Linked DNA regions of Mus musculus: regions 2 and 3 are each linked to region 1. The links are chromatin contacts, called in public HiChIP or PLAC-seq maps. All regions are on one chromosome and are shown on one strand. Each heading gives the region's core, a stretch centred on a gene start, on an enhancer-like site or on the middle of the called end of the contact. The rest is flanking DNA. Distances are from core to core; before and after follow the strand shown. Region 1 holds the start of Cyp51 (cytochrome P450, family 51). Region 2 overlaps Cdk14 (cyclin-dependent kinase 14). Region 3 overlaps Cdk14 (cyclin-dependent kinase 14).

Evidence for each region. HiChIP or PLAC-seq counts read pairs in DNA pulled down with a chosen protein or histone mark.
Region 2: an H3K4me3 HiChIP or PLAC-seq map of embryonic limb bud shows a contact between it and region 1, with 5 times the contacts expected there. The contact joins the enhancer-like site here to the promoter of Cyp51 in region 1. A contact is called at or near these places in 3 of 39 promoter capture datasets (the 3T3-L1 cell line, frontonasal cranial neural crest and stem cell-derived epiblast-like cells) and 2 of 115 datasets of contacts at active chromatin or transcription factors (embryonic limb bud and embryonic stem cells).
Region 3: an HNF4G HiChIP or PLAC-seq map of pancreatic cancer cells shows a contact between it and region 1. The contact joins the enhancer-like site here to the promoter of Cyp51 in region 1. A contact is called at or near these places in 5 of 39 promoter capture datasets (the 3T3-L1 cell line, 3T3-L1-derived adipocytes, hippocampal neurons and 1 more) and 2 of 115 datasets of contacts at active chromatin or transcription factors (pancreatic cancer cells and stem cell-derived neural progenitor cells).

Annotation. Positions count from the first base shown.
Region 1 is chr5:4,103,413-4,105,993 of GRCm38.p6, forward strand. Cyp51 (cytochrome P450, family 51) reads right to left here and starts at 1,285. Exons shown (of 10, transcript NM_020010.2): 1 at 722-1,285. The coding sequence starts at 895.
Region 2 is chr5:5,319,337-5,321,917 of GRCm38.p6, forward strand. The region is part of intron 2 of Cdk14 (cyclin-dependent kinase 14); the gene reads right to left. Among named protein-coding and RNA genes, the nearest start is that of Gm30151, 50 kb to the right of the region's middle. Within about 2 kb of position 1,310, at least 123 of the 459 cell types and tissues checked have an H3K27ac peak or open chromatin away from gene starts, as enhancers often do.
Region 3 is chr5:5,179,364-5,181,944 of GRCm38.p6, forward strand. The region is part of intron 5 of Cdk14 (cyclin-dependent kinase 14); the gene reads right to left. Among named protein-coding and RNA genes, the nearest start is that of Gm30151, 190 kb to the right of the region's middle. Within about 2 kb of position 1,283, at least 80 of the 459 cell types and tissues checked have an H3K27ac peak or open chromatin away from gene starts, as enhancers often do. A contact at or near this core is called in pancreatic cancer cells, where this site is marked.

The DNA of each region.
Region 1 (2,581 bases), core at 35-2,534:
GCTGGGTTAAGTTTTTACATCCCATTGTCAGTTTCGAAGGGATGGTTTTCAAAGCTACCAAATGTTGATTACAAGGGTATTCATGAACTATATTTGGAAGGCTTGAAATTAGTGGTTTGGTGTAGCGCTAAACTAGAGAAACAGTATTTTAACAGCATCACAGGAAAGCGCTTCCCACACTCTCAAGTCACTTATGAACTGTCTGCAATTTCCCTGACACTGCTATTAATCATCGTTATGCCCAATAGCCCACAGTATACTAAACACACAGGGCAGTATCAAGAGTGATGGCCACCGGGGATGCAGCTACCCTTAACTTGCCATCAAGGCCCTCACAAAGAGCCCAAACACCTCTGACAACCAACAGTAAAGTCAGTACAGTGCTCTGCACTTAAGAGTCATGGATGGCCAAGGCAATCAGACCAGCCAAATCCATCCAGCAAGGCCTCCAGTCTGCACATCCATCACTGACTACAAACGCTGCAAAGTAGGATCCTAGCCAGAAGTTCAAAGCCGCTATCACAGCAGAAACGGCGACGGCCAGCACAGCCCCCGAGTTCAGGTTCCAGCAAGGAGACCAGAAAGACCACCACAACAGCAAAGATCAGGCACGGGCGTCTGCAGCCGCCACCCCAGCCTCCCGCGCGCCCGCCACCGCTAGCGCCCCCCGAGCCCGCCCGCTTAGCCGGGGCACAGACTGAGGACCCCGAGGTGCACGTACCGCTCCAGCGGGCAGCTGGACCATGTGGCCCACGGCGAGACGGAACAGGTAGACGAGGCTGAGAGTGAAGGCGCAGGCGATGAGCAGCGTGGAAAGCAAGTTGCCTCCTGTCACCTGCTCCATCGCCTGTCCGAGCACCCAGCCGCCTGACTGCAGCAAGCCCAGAAGTACCATCCCGACCGTCGCTTCGATCCGCCCGGTAGGCTGGGGGCCGAGGTCGCACACCGCTTCTCGGAAAAGATGGAGCAGGAGAAGCCGGCAGATAGAAGTCGGGAGGCGGCCCCGGCCTGATGGCTTAGTCTGGCCCGGGCCCTTCACACGCCCACAGACAGCTCGCGCGCCACCAGGACGTCACAGACGGGGCGGGGCTTCTGGTGGCCACGCCTCCGTCTAGGTGCGGGGATTCTTGCGCCACCGAGGGGACCTGAGGAAGCAGGCTCTACCGTGGCACTTGGACTCGGTGAAGAAAGTGATGGCTGCACAAATGATCGCGCCCCGAGAACCGCAGACCACGAGGTCCCGCGTGCTTAACGAGCACGGCCCCGGCAGCGGGCACGGACGAGCCTGGCGGAGGGATCTCAGGACCAGATTGGTGGCGGACAGCGGCAGAGGCGAAGGCGCTCTGTGATTGCACCACGCGCTGCTGAGGTGATCTCGGCCTATGTGGCGTCAGCAGAGCTGGCGGCCCGGGCACCGCCCCCTCCGTGGGGCGCCCGCCTCTGCGGCTATTCGCGGAGATGTCACCTCTGGGCTTTGTGAGACCAGCCCTTCGTGAGCCCTGCACCACGAATCTTGGAAAAAAAAAAAAAACACTCCTGCAGATGCAACCTGGAGGGTGAGACCATCGGATCACCCGTACAATCTGCTTGACAGGTTGTTCGTGTAGGGCCACATTGCTAGCAAGTGATAGTTGTTTGGTGTGCTGCTGTACCAAGACAAGTCTTTTAAAATAAATACAGGCCATAAAGTAAACTGAGGCAGATGTCCCCAAACTCCTGTTCTGATAGCTGGATCTGAAGCAGGAGTTACCCTGATCTCACTACAAATAAAGCACCTCTGATGACATGTTTCCAAATTAACCCTCCTTCCAGATCTTTGGCAGGTACATTTATTTATTTAACCAGGGTTAAGAGCTAGATTTTTTGCTAAGTTTGGAGATGATTGTGCAGTGATTGGCAAAACTGCAAGCACCTCCAGGAATGAGTAAGATGGTCCAGCCACCGTCTAGATAATTCCACCTAGAGAGCTCACATTTTATCGTAGTCAGTCAGTGAAGCCCACTCATTACCTCTTCCCTAGGGTGACTGCCACCTGCCTATGTAGGAAGTGCCTAGTAGGAAGTCTATATAGGATGGACACTGCTGTATACCAATATCCTCCTGCCTCAGATCAGTCACAAAATCTTGTAACACTCCATTTTTATTGTCACTGCTGTAGGTAAGAGCCTCTTTATTTCTGGCAGTAGTATCTACAACAGGAATTTTGCTCACTCATTTCTAAGCCTGTCTTGTGTGCTACGTCTTGACTTACTGGAGTGACTTCAGGCCATTGTTGAACTTGAAAATTGCTAGGGGAAAGACCAGTTCCACAATTATCCAATTAAAGAAAGCTTTATTTAATACTGGCCAGGAAGATGGACACTGGCCAGGTCCATACCCATGATTCCCAAAGAATGGCCTCAAGCTACATTAGACAGGTGCCTGTAGAGGCCAAGCCCACAAAGCTATGGTGCTTCCAGCCTTAGTCCACTGGGGACAAGCATCCTTCCAGTCAATGCATCTCCTGCCTGTGTATCATCAAGCACCTCCTGTGCAGCTGGTGCAACCAACCTTGTCTACGGAAGTGAAAGTACATGAACAA
Region 2 (2,581 bases), core at 60-2,559, 1.2 Mb after region 1:
ATGGAGACATTCAAGGACATCCTCAGCTACACAGTGAAGTCAAAGGCAGTCGGAGATACAGAAGACCCTGACTAAAAACAGCCAGAAATTAAACGTTTGTACTTTAGTCGCTAAGTCCAGCAGGCCATTAGTTAAAGCTTAAGGCAAGCCTTGGGAAAACAAATGACTCCCTAGAGCTGTGCTCTTCCCTAAAGCAGCCACTGGCAGCATGCGGTTACCTAAGTGAACTAACGTTAACAGTTCAGTTCTTCAGTCCCAAAAGCCACCTTTTACAGAGTGGACAGTAAGAATTATACAAAAGGGGCACTATTACACAGCACGGGTCTAGAAAATATAAAATGGTCATTGACAGGGATCCAGGACATCTCTGCCACCACGGCTCTAGAGAAGTAAAGATATTCAGATTAACTATCAGGGTTCATACCAGCCCTTAGGCCTTTATTCTAGCTTCAGTTTCTAACATTCTCTACCCAGGGTTGCATAAGAAAATAAAAACATGAAGAAAAGATTGGATTAACAAATTGCATTGAAAACAAACACACACACACACACACACACACCTCTTTGAGCAAGAAACAAAAATAAACTTGCAACCAAAGTCCTGATCATAGTTAATGATCCAGAGTGCTGAGTAAGCTCTCTCAGCATGTAAAACTATGATAGTCTCTTCATTCCACAAAACGAAGTCATTAAGGAAGTGAGATACTGTCATAGGAGCAGTCATCGCTAACAACCGAATGTTTATGGCACTAATCTTTATCAATAAATCTCTTAGAAAACATTTTGAAATACCACTTTCTGTGTGGCGTGACCTGGTTGATGTCAACAGGGGGCTTAAATATCCAAGAGCAACAAAAAATTATCAATTTTTGCCAGTAATTGTCTACAAAATATTTTCCTCATTATTGCTAGTTTTGTTATAAGTATAAAAAACACTTCCTGTTTGTGACTTGGAGTAAGAACAAGGAAGTAGAAAGTTGTTCCTCGCTCTCACTTTCTCTCAGTCACACAGACAGCAGTGCTCACCGAGTGTTCCTGGGAACAGGGCGGGGCCAGCTCAAGAGGCTCCAAGCCCCCACAAACTAAAATGAAAGCACTTGTTGGCTTCGTCCAGCAAGATCCTAGACCACTGTGTATGACATACTGAGCTTCAGATGCCAAAATATTAAGGTCAGACTTATGGTGGAACATTGGATAATAATTTTAAAACTCCCCCATTGCAGCTCCAAAGCTTTCACAGTCAAGCCCTCTGAAGGAAGCAAAGGAGGCCCCAGAAGAAAGGGGTTAGCGTTTGGTTTTCAAGAGGGTACATTTGGTTTGCCTTATTCCAGCTGTCGTATACTAGTAATTATGCCTGCCAAGTTGCAAAGCACTTTCCCCTGAGAGCTGTAAATGTTCTAAAAAGATGGGCTAATCTATGTTTGCAAGACCCCCAAGCAGCATGAGGGGCTTGCTATTCTCTAAAATGCAAAAAAAAAGAGCTGAGGTAACTTCACTAGAATTAAGCCCCTGCAAGTTAGATTTTCAGCTGGGAATGTATGTGTGCTGGCTCACACCACAAGCAACAAACCAGAAGAACTAACAGACCACAGGAACTCCAAGATCTTTCAACATGAGTCAATCTCTCTGAAGAAAGGCTGGCAAAGTCCCAGGATGTCCAACCCCCTGGCAGAATTACTAATGGCCACAGGAAACCATGAAGAATGAATGCCCTTTTGCCTACTCCACAGCAAGCAGGAGCCATATTAGCATCCCAAAGATGTGGTCACACTCCAGATCTGCATGTGAAATGTGTATAGAGCTTTCACTCTGAAATGCATCACTCATGTAAGGTTATGAAGTAGGTAAGTATTTACACTGATTTATATCAGATAATCAGCAAGCATCTCACCTCTAATTCTCAGCTTACACACAAATATGTGATTAATAATGTAAGAGGTCAGCATTTGCCGATGGCTTTGACCAGATCAACAAATTCCATTTACAGGATTAGAAATTGTATTACTCATCTGAAAATCAGTAGTTTGCCCCCAAAATTCTTCTTTCCTCAGGCAGATGAGTGGACTGAAGTACATGCTGTGAAACTCACAAAGAATCAATAAAACGGTTAAGAAGAAAAGAAAAAAGTAAAGTAATGAAAGAAAACATAGGCAGACAAGGTTATCACTAGCAAATGGTTCTGAGAGGGTCAAAGAGTGAGAGAATTGCTGAAGTTCAGGCAAGGAGCAAGTACTGAGAGAAGGGAGGGCGGGCCGCAGAGAGACACAGGGAAAGCTATAGAGAAACAGGTAGGAACTGACAAAGAGGAGCAGAAGAAATAAACATCCAGTGTCCTGCACTTGCCTCTGAGCTCCTAAATTCTTCTCACTGCTCAAATCCGGCTGCAGGATATTAGGTACAGGTGTTTCTTGGTGAAATCCACAGTGTGTCCCACAGTCTGTCCTCTGTCCACACATCTCTACTTGCAAATGTCCATTGCAGTGAGGCATCGGTCTGGTTCGAGATCTCTGCTTCCATGACTTGACACCATTACTAGAGGATCTTCATTAGGACTCCTGCTTATCCTGTTGTTGCCCTGTCT
Region 3 (2,581 bases), core at 33-2,532, 1.1 Mb after region 1:
GTCTTGTCTTTCCATGTTAGGTACAGATTAGCTCTCAAATTTCTTTTGCACAAATTATTCCACTATGAGGACAATAAGTTCTGCCATATTAATTGCTTTATGAAATAGTACAATTCTTAATATTAGCTAGTTCATTTTCTCAATATTTAATTGGTGATGAGTGAACTCCTACCAGGCAAGCCTTGTTTGTTTTCTAACATTCCTGAACCTGTAGAGAGGGCTGCATGTATTAAACTGGCGCTGATGTTGGTATGTTGGTCTGCAGCTCCTGGCCAAGACAGCAACAGAGCAATTGGAGCAGTCAAATTCAACTCTACTTGGGATCTTTTATATTTATATAAACTATTCAAGTCACAGAAACATTCTGATCAAGAAAGTAACAATAAATTTTATGTATTCCTTTGACATAAAAATTTAGGATGATTTTGGAAAAATTAGCATTATTGAAGTTTCAGTATTTAATATGATATCCTTCATTCTTTAAGCATATCCTTAATCTAAAAGTGTTTTGAACAAAAATTTAAACCTACAAAGAGCAAATAGCAATTTTATATACATAAACAAGCACAATTTGTCATCCAATCTTTTATTTGCTGCTATAATACTGTGTGTACTTCTGTATTTGAAGGAAGATATAATGAGGAAAACATGGGCATGCCGTTTTAATGACTTGATAAACTTTTATACTGCTTTGGGACTTCATGAAGCACATAGGTGAATCTGTAAGTACTGTGAAATATTGTAGATGTTCTGTGTAGAGTTGTGGGTAGAAGCTTTATGTGTCATTGGAGGGCAGTATGTGGCTTTTTATACTTCATAGATGAAATACAGTGCAAAAGCTAACTTAAGGTGACAGTCTGAGACTGTTCAAGCCCTTGGACTTATCCTACAAAGAGTGTTTATTCTTTTTTAGGTTACAAGAAAGTAATTGCATTGATTTGTTTTGTGAATGTGGCTCAAAGGGTGGCCAGCAAGCTTCCCTTAAGGCTGATACTTCCCCTACTGCTGGAGCCTGCCCACATGGCCCTAAGCTACACACACACACACACACACACACACACACACACACACACACACACACACACACACAAAGGCTCACAGATAACAGGACAATTGCCAAGCTTTTGCTGAGTATTTCCTTTAATTCTTTTTCTTGGGTCCTGTTCAAAATGTTAGGGTTTTGGTTTTTTTTTTTTTTTTTTTTTTTAAGTACTACTATCAACTCAATGCTCTTGGGTATACCCAGAGAACTGACTGAGCTGGCAAGTATCCAAAAAATATAAATATCCCATACTCAAGTTTCCTTTTATTTGTCCTTCTGAACTTTTCCCACAATATACTATATAGTGCATTTCTCTCACATGTGCTATTAATTAAGATTTTTTAAAAAACAAATCAAGATAGGAATTATTCAATGGTTTTAAGAAGAGATCCATTGCATTCTAAAATGTCACAAGAATATGAGCAATGCAGAGAAATCTGAATGGTTTACTTTTCTGGTTACTCCACAGGAAGATGGGATCCAATTCTGAGGTGAGGCCAGCATTCTAAGGAGCTGAGTCACCACCAGGCCTCTGTCTCCTCCACATTGACGACTCATAGGACTTTGCCTCAGGTCTGAGCTCTACTGATCTTGATCATTCTAACACTCCTCCCTACAACTCAGTTGATCTTCTGTAAATGATAGGACCAGATTACATGATCCCTTGCGCTCTTCCCAGACCTTACAAACTAGGATTAAACCCTTCAGGGGCAAGATGTCTACCCCTTCAGGTTTAGTATAGCATAGCATGAGCTTAATACCTTTGACCATACAACTCTCACAATGGCCTATCAACTTATGCTCTCCTTACTTGCTGATGCTCCCAAAATGGATGCATTCAATACCTAGTTCTATCTTCCTCTTCCTTAATGCTTCCATATAGGTCCCAAACACAATGGTAATTTAAGAAAATGAAAAGTAACCATAGAAACAAATGTTGATCAGGACAAGACTCCAGTTCACAGCAGAAGAGACTTGTGGTGAACACAGGATAGGCAGTGTTTGCAATTAGAAAATTTCTGAGCAGCCTCCATACCCACTCAGAAGGTAGAACTCCCTCTCAGCAGGCAAACTGGTGGGGTTGGGTGGCAGGGAGAGTATTTCTACTTCAGCTAGCTACTTAGCAACAACTCTCCTCTGTTCATTTCTCAGACCACAACGTATGACTATAACCATGGTTCCTTCCACTCTTAATTCTGAAACAATCGTGGCCCAATTAGTTGCTGCTTAAAATCTATTAACTCACTACCTAGTCTCTGCATTAGCTCCATTTTCATAACAGTAGGGGAACGCAGGTATCTAAGGAGTCTGTTCTTGTTCCATACCACAGCCTCTAAGGTACCAATAGGTCATAGATGAGCATATCTGTCCAGAAAGCTTAATGTAGTTAAGCACGGGAATATAAGTGTACAAGCATGTAATACTTGCAAAGAACAAAAAAGAAAGAAGAGGAAAGGGAATATCACTATTAAAGGCTACAGGATGTCAGAGAAGAGGCAGTGTTTAATGCGGTCTTTAAAAGGTGACTCGAGTAGAGTT